Linked DNA regions of Sus scrofa: region 1 is linked to region 2. A link is a contact called in public Hi-C data. All regions are on one chromosome and are shown on one strand. The core of a region is the stretch at or near the end of the contact, and the rest is flanking DNA. Distances in the headings are between cores, read along the strand shown. Region 1 has its middle 73 kb from the start of ZCCHC2. Region 2 has its middle 11 kb from the start of PHLPP1.

Evidence for each region. A called contact is a pair of places that touch in the nucleus more often than the background predicts.
Region 1: a contact with region 2 is called in a Hi-C map of skeletal muscle, with 1.8 times the contacts expected there. The contact joins two enhancer-like sites. A contact is called at or near these places in 2 of 5 promoter capture datasets (fetal liver and liver), 9 of 47 Hi-C or Micro-C datasets (brain, embryonic fibroblasts, fetal heart ventricle and 4 more) and 1 of 2 datasets of contacts at active chromatin or transcription factors (skeletal muscle).

What each region holds. Positions count from the first base shown.
Region 1 is chr1:158,947,893-158,951,074 of Sscrofa11.1, reverse strand. No RefSeq gene overlaps it. Among named protein-coding and RNA genes, the nearest start is that of ZCCHC2, 73 kb to the left of the region's middle. Within about 2 kb of position 1,649, at least 19 of the 83 cell types and tissues checked have an H3K27ac peak or open chromatin away from gene starts, as enhancers often do. A contact at or near this core is called in skeletal muscle, where this site is marked.
Region 2 is chr1:158,873,283-158,876,528 of Sscrofa11.1, reverse strand. No RefSeq gene overlaps it. Among named protein-coding and RNA genes, the nearest start is that of PHLPP1, 11 kb to the right of the region's middle. Within about 2 kb of position 1,583, at least 2 of the 83 cell types and tissues checked have an H3K27ac peak or open chromatin away from gene starts, as enhancers often do. A contact at or near this core is called in skeletal muscle, where this site is marked.

The DNA of each region.
Region 1 (3,182 bases), core at 400-2,899, 74 kb before region 2:
TGCAATGTGAAAGAAGCCTACCCCCCCCAAAAAAAAGTACAGACTGGGTGATCACATTTACATAATATCCTGGGAAATGAAGACTAATCTCTAAGGCAGGAAGCAGAACAGTGGTTCCCTGAATGGGGGTGGGGAGGCAAGGATGGAAGGATTACCATGGAGCAGCAGGCATATTCACTTGATTGTGGTAATGATTTCACAAGTATATATGTCAGAACATCAGTTTTTATACTTTATGTGCAGTTCATTGATGTCTTTCATATCTCAAAATAATTTAAGTTTTTGTACATAAATTTTAAATTCTGTTCCTTAATCACACTAGCCACATATCAAATGCTCAAGAGCCACATAGGGACGCTAGTGGTGTCTATACGGGAGAAAAACAATTCCATCGCAGGAGAAAGTTCTGATGAGTAGTGCTGGTCCAAACAGTATCCCCTGTTCCAGTCTGGCAAGGAGTTCTAATAAAGAAGAATGTTCCTTCTGGCCCAAGTGGCCACGGCCCCTCTTGTCTACAGAGCAAAATGGAGATGGGGGAAGGGTGTTTGTCAAGCAATCATCTGCCATTAGGACAGGCCATTGGAAAGGGGCCAGGTGGCAGGTGCAGCCACTCCCACACCTGCTGAGGATTCTGAACTGGTTAGGTCCTGTTAAGTCACTTGGGAGGAGAGAAGGGGAAGGGGGTAATCAGGAGCAGAGATGCGGCTGATAATGGTGGAATGGTAGAAAGTTCAGTTTCCTCTAGCAAACTTTTGGTTCAAACTGGGTGAGGGAAACAAGGCCCAGAGATGGGAAGGGAGGGACCCAAGTCTCACCAGGATTCAAGAAGAAAGCCAGAGCCAGGAGGATCCAGGTCTCCTGATGCTGGGAATCTAGGTTATGATGATTAGAAAAATAAGTAGAAAGTATAATTGAGTGACTGATAATGGTGAGCACTCCCGTTTCTTCAGCAGGACCAATTGAGAGTGTTGGTATTTTGCCTCCTAGTTCCTCCTCCAACTGGTGGACCGACCGACCGACCGTAAATAGTCACCTACTCAGTGTGGACTGGGGTCCGCCTGGGGAAGCCACAGCATTCTCAGAATGATGTTGTTAAGTGTGTCGAATCGCACGCTTAGAATTACAAAGAAAACCAATGGTATTAAAATTCAGTTTTGTGCCCGGAACCTAAGGACCACGGATGTAACTGCAAAGGGAAATGAGGCCACTCCTTGACTCCATTTTGACAGTTAGGCAGTTCTCACCCCAGATTTCAAAAATGCAGTCCATCAAGGAGTTCGGCTTCCCTGGAAAGTGGGCCTTTTGGAGACCAACGGAAGGAACTGAGGCCGCAAGAGAATCGCCAAGGAAAATCCGGCTTCCTGCCTTCAGTTCTGGCCGCCAAGTCCTCTGGCCTGTCCTGTGACCAAGCTCGCCCCCCACCTCCCACACCGACACCCAGTCCCCAAACATACATCTTTGAAAATATCCAACAAAAACGCGCGTGGGTCTAGCCTCAGGGCTGCGCTGGGATAGACCCCTCCCCTGGGACGGGATCGCGCCAGATTTGGCAGCGCAGGAACCAGAGGCGACGAGGGCCAGGCGGGGTGGGTCCGCATCCTGCAGGGAAGCCCCCTGGGGATGCCGCACCCCGGGCCTCGCGGCTGCCGCTGCAGGCGCCAGGAAGGCGCTTCGGGTTGCTTGGCCGAGCCGTCTGACCCGCGGGCCCCGCCGTCCGGGGCCCAGACTCGTCACCGCCCCCCGCGGGAGCTTTGCGGCCAGCGTGTAGCGGGCTGACCTCGGCGCCCCTGGAATTGACTGGCGGGCGAGAAAAGGAGCCCTGGTGACCCCCGCGGCCTCGCCCCTCCCTCTCTCCTTTCCCCAGCCGCACCGGCGCGCCGACGCTGCTCTGCGCTTCTCCCAATTCATTTTAGGAGTGAAAGAGACGCCCGGGGGTGTCAGCCGGGCGCGCCGCCCCCAGGGCTGTCGTAATGGCGGAGTCGAGGATGCTAAACGTCCCTCCCGAGTGCGCAGCAGCCCAGACCACCGAGGGTGTCCCTCCGGAAAGGCCACAGGTCCCCAGAGGAGGCCGAGCGCCGCAGAGCCGAGAGCCGCGGAGTTTGGCCCCAAGCCTGCACCACCTGCTCTTCAGAGTGTCCATGTGTGCGGGTGGTGAAGACGGTGAGAGGCGGGCCTTTCCAGGAGGCTCAAGACAGTTTCCCCAGGGCTAGTCTAGAAAGTGCTCCTCTTGCCCCTTCAAATGGTCCCTAGCACCACATCTGGAACCGTCCATGGCCACAAGGCCTGGAAACTTTCCCTTTGGATGTCTTCTCCCATCCTGCATCCCACCCACAATGCCCATGCTGTCTCTGCCCTCGGGTTTGGAATCTTGGTATTTGGACATCCTGAATTGAGCAGGGAGGGATTTGGACCTGGGAATATCTGGAAAATAACAATGTCTGCATATAAGAAACTCGGTTAATGTTATGTGAATGAATGAAGTGAGTCACCATCCCCCACCCTCGGCGGTTCCCTCTGTCCTTCTGCTAATAGAAAAACGGTGTGTGCGTTCCCTAAGTGGGCCTTCTAGGACCACAGCCCTGATGAGAAGGCATTATGAGGGCTTTACACCCCTGAATTTTTTCCCCTTGAGACAAGAGAGGGATGTTCAAAGCCCTTAACCTTAGAACAAGCAGAGAGGGAAGGCAGAGAGGAACGCTTTGAAAGCAAAAGCAAATGGCCTTATTTGCTTTAAGAAGGATACAGGAGTTCCTCTTGTGGCTCAGTGGGTTGAAAACCCAACATAGTGTCCCTGAGGATGCAGGTTCCATCCCTGGCCTCACTCAGTGGGTTAAGGATCAGGCGTTGGGGCAAGCTGTGGGCTATGGCCAGAAGGTGCGCCTGGGATCTGGTGTTGCCCACGGCTATGGTATAGGCTGCACCTGTAGTTCCCATTTGATCCCTTAGCCTGGAAACTTACATATGCTGCTGGTATGGCCCTAAAAATAATAAATAAAAATGGTTCATATAAAACAAAGATATGTTCAAAATAGTATATATTTTTTGAAAAGTATAAACAGTTGAAATCCCTAATTCCAGAGCCCCAATTTTATTTCTCTCCCCAGGGATAACCACTGTACTCAACCTCATCCCACTGCCCCTTGACCTCTGCCTCCAGCTTCTGGCTATTTTCCGCAAGAGAC
Region 2 (3,246 bases), core at 334-2,833:
CGGATCCCACGTTGCTGTGGCTCTGGCGTAGGCCGGAGGCTACAGCTCCGATTCAACCCCTGGCCTGGGAACCTCCATATGCTGCGGGAGCGGCCCTAGAAATGGCAAAAAGACAAAAAAAAAAAAAAAAAAAAAAAGGTGAGGTATATTTTTGTCTTCTGGCTTATTTCACAGTTTTGCCTATTCTTAAACTTGATTCAAATACATAGGGTCATATGTGCTCCTTCATGTCTTTTTTTTGCTCAACATAATGTCTTCAAGAAGCATCCCTGTTGCTGCCTGTTTCAGTAACGTGTTCTTTTTCACTTCTAGGTAGTCTTCCATGGTATTATTATATGCCACAATTTATTTATCCATTCTCCTTTGGTGGACAGTTGGGTTGTTATCCATATTTTGGCTATTTATGAATGAAAACACTATACATATTCATATTTTTCTACTTATCTTTTGGTGGACATATTTACTCATTTCTCTTGGGCATCATGCCTGGGAGTGAAATTTGGCGTATGTTAAGCCTTAATAGATACTGTCAGTTTTCCAGAGTAGAATGCAGGAGAACACGAATTGCTCTATAATCTTGTCAGCATTTGGCAGTGTCATTCTTAATTTTAGCCTTTTTAAGATGTGTACTAGTGTCTAATGCAGTTTTATTTTATTTTATTTTTTTGGCTGCATCTGTGGCATATGGAAGTTCCTGGGCCAGAGATCTAATCAGAGCCTCATCTGCAAACTATGCCACGGTTGTGGCAACACTGGATCCTTAACCCATTGTGCTATAGCAGGAATTCTCCAGTTCTATTCTATGGCAATTCCAATTTACAGGCATGGTACATTCTGCAAAATTACGACTTTCTAAAGGTTGGGGAAAAAAATCAGAAACTGGATTCTCCTTTCCAAAATGAAAATGAAAAGTTAAACAGGCAAGGAAGACTTTATTTAAGGCTATAGCAATAATGGAGACAGATCAGAACTCAGTCCGAACTCAAGTCCGTTGCAGCAGAGGGCAGTAGGGTTTCTAAGGGTTGGGGTGAGCAAGTGGAAAAGTACTGGAGGATCTTAGGCCATCTGTGTCAGCTAATTGACTTTATCCAGACGAAAATAAACTTCTTGTATTTGTATGAAAGGAGGCAGTTTTGCAAGTTGGAGCAAGACATCACTAGAGTTAGGCTCCTCTTCTCCCATGGGAAGCAGAAAATATCACCTCACCTCCTTTGAGGATGAAATTTCGAAGAGGTGGCTCCCAGGTCTTGTAGAAAGATATATCTGGGTTCTAAAACTGGAAAAAGCCTTATTAAAAATTTACATCTATCTCAGAGGAGTAGAGAATCAATAATCATAAGTTTTCTAAAGAAAACGCTCTACATAAAGGAAGGTCAGGGGTTGCCATCAGGAAGAAACTTTACAAGGCTGAATCCAGCTGAGGTTGAATCCAACCTTAGGGTTGTCTTGGTCACCTTCCCTGAGACATAGTGAAGATATACTTTGTAAATTCACGCTAGAGTTGCTGCCTCCTCCCTGTGCTGACTAACTTATCTGCCTGCAAGTGGGTTGAGCTTTGCAAGAGTGCCAACTTGGCTAGGATGCCAGCGGCTTGAGCTGCTTTGGGGGCTGATGGAACACAAGCCCAAGGCTATCAGGATTTCGGGAGGGCAAGTACAGCTGCTAGTTGTTGTCAGCTGCTGGGTGTGAGTTTGACACCTCCTTCCCTCGGTGCAGCAGAAAGAGCTTCCATTCGGCTGTGGTACAGAGCTAGATGACACTGGCCATATATGTTTGCCTGGAGTGAGGACTGGGGGCCTCCATGGGTGACATTGTGGAGGTCTGTGTTTTTCTCCAAGGTATAAGGTACCATATACCTCACCTGAGCTTTTCATAGAGCCACTACCATGCAGATCTCAAGAACACAGCCGGATCTGGAACTTGTCATTTTTCCTTGTTTCAGCTCCTCTCTGTCTCCTGCACCCCCGTCCTTGCAACAGTGCTCCCTCTGGCACCTCCTCATTCCAGGCCTAGGAAAGTTTCACATTCTAGGCAAGAGAAATAGTGAATCTGGGGAGTTCTCCAAATGGAAAGAATCTGGAAAGAATCTGCATGTGTCAGGAAGCGAAGCAGCAAGGCTAAAAGGGATCAACAAGGAGAGGCAAGAGAGACAATTCTGGGGGTTCCGGGAGCCTAGCTGGTGTCGTGTTCTGTGTTGGGGTTGTACCTGAACAGAAAGAGGAAGATAACTGTGGTCCCGTTTTCTCCCAGCCTCCAGGGGAACCATTCCCAGAAGGTTTACCCTTTATTTATTTCATATTTAAACAAAAATATGAAAAAAATAAAGCCCATCAGAAACCAAATACCCAACACTCCTGGGGTTTCTAGGAGTGATTGAAACAAAACTGTCTCGCTTGACCTATTTGTCATCAGAAAGTACAGTTGTGGGGAAGAGGTAAGGGAGGGGGGTGTGTCAGTGAAAAGCTTCTTTTCTTGGGTTGCATTCTTTTGTTGTTGTCTTTTTAGAGCCGCATCCACGAAATATGGAGGTCCCCAGGCTAGGGGTCAAATCAGAGCTACAGCTGCTGGCCTACACCACAGCCACAGCAACACGGGATCTGAGCCGTGTCTGCAACCTACATCACAGCTCATGGCAACATCAGATCCTTAACCCACTGAGCGAGGCCAGGGATTGAACCTTCATCCTCAGGGATGCCAGTCAGATTTGTTTCCTCTGAGCCATGATGGGAACTCCCAGCTGCATTTTTGAATCATATTTGGTAGCTTGGCCCTTTCACCTGGGTCCAGTACCCAGTTTTAAAAAATATTAATACTCATTTTTTAACATAACAATACAAAGGAATGATGAGCAATTTTTAAAAAGAATCGACGGCAGCAAATGAAATCCCCAAACACCCTCTCTCACTGAGGGAGAGTTTGGTCTATGCTACCCAAGGTCTAGGGATTGGGCCACCAAATTTGTTGCCCTAATCTTGGTGTCAGAAAGCTTAGGCTTCTATCTTTGCTTAGTTCCATTCTAGCTGTGTGACCTTAGAAAAGATACTGAATCTTTCTGAGCTCTTTACAATGGGAATCATGTATAACTTGTGAAGGGGTCAAAGGGAGGAAATTAGAAAATATATGTGACAGGTCTGGCAGTGCCCCTGGCATGGGGCTGTCAGATAAAATACAGGACACAAGGTTAAGTTCAAATCTCAGATAAACAACAAATTTTTTTCCATAAAAGTATGTCCAAATATTGCAATT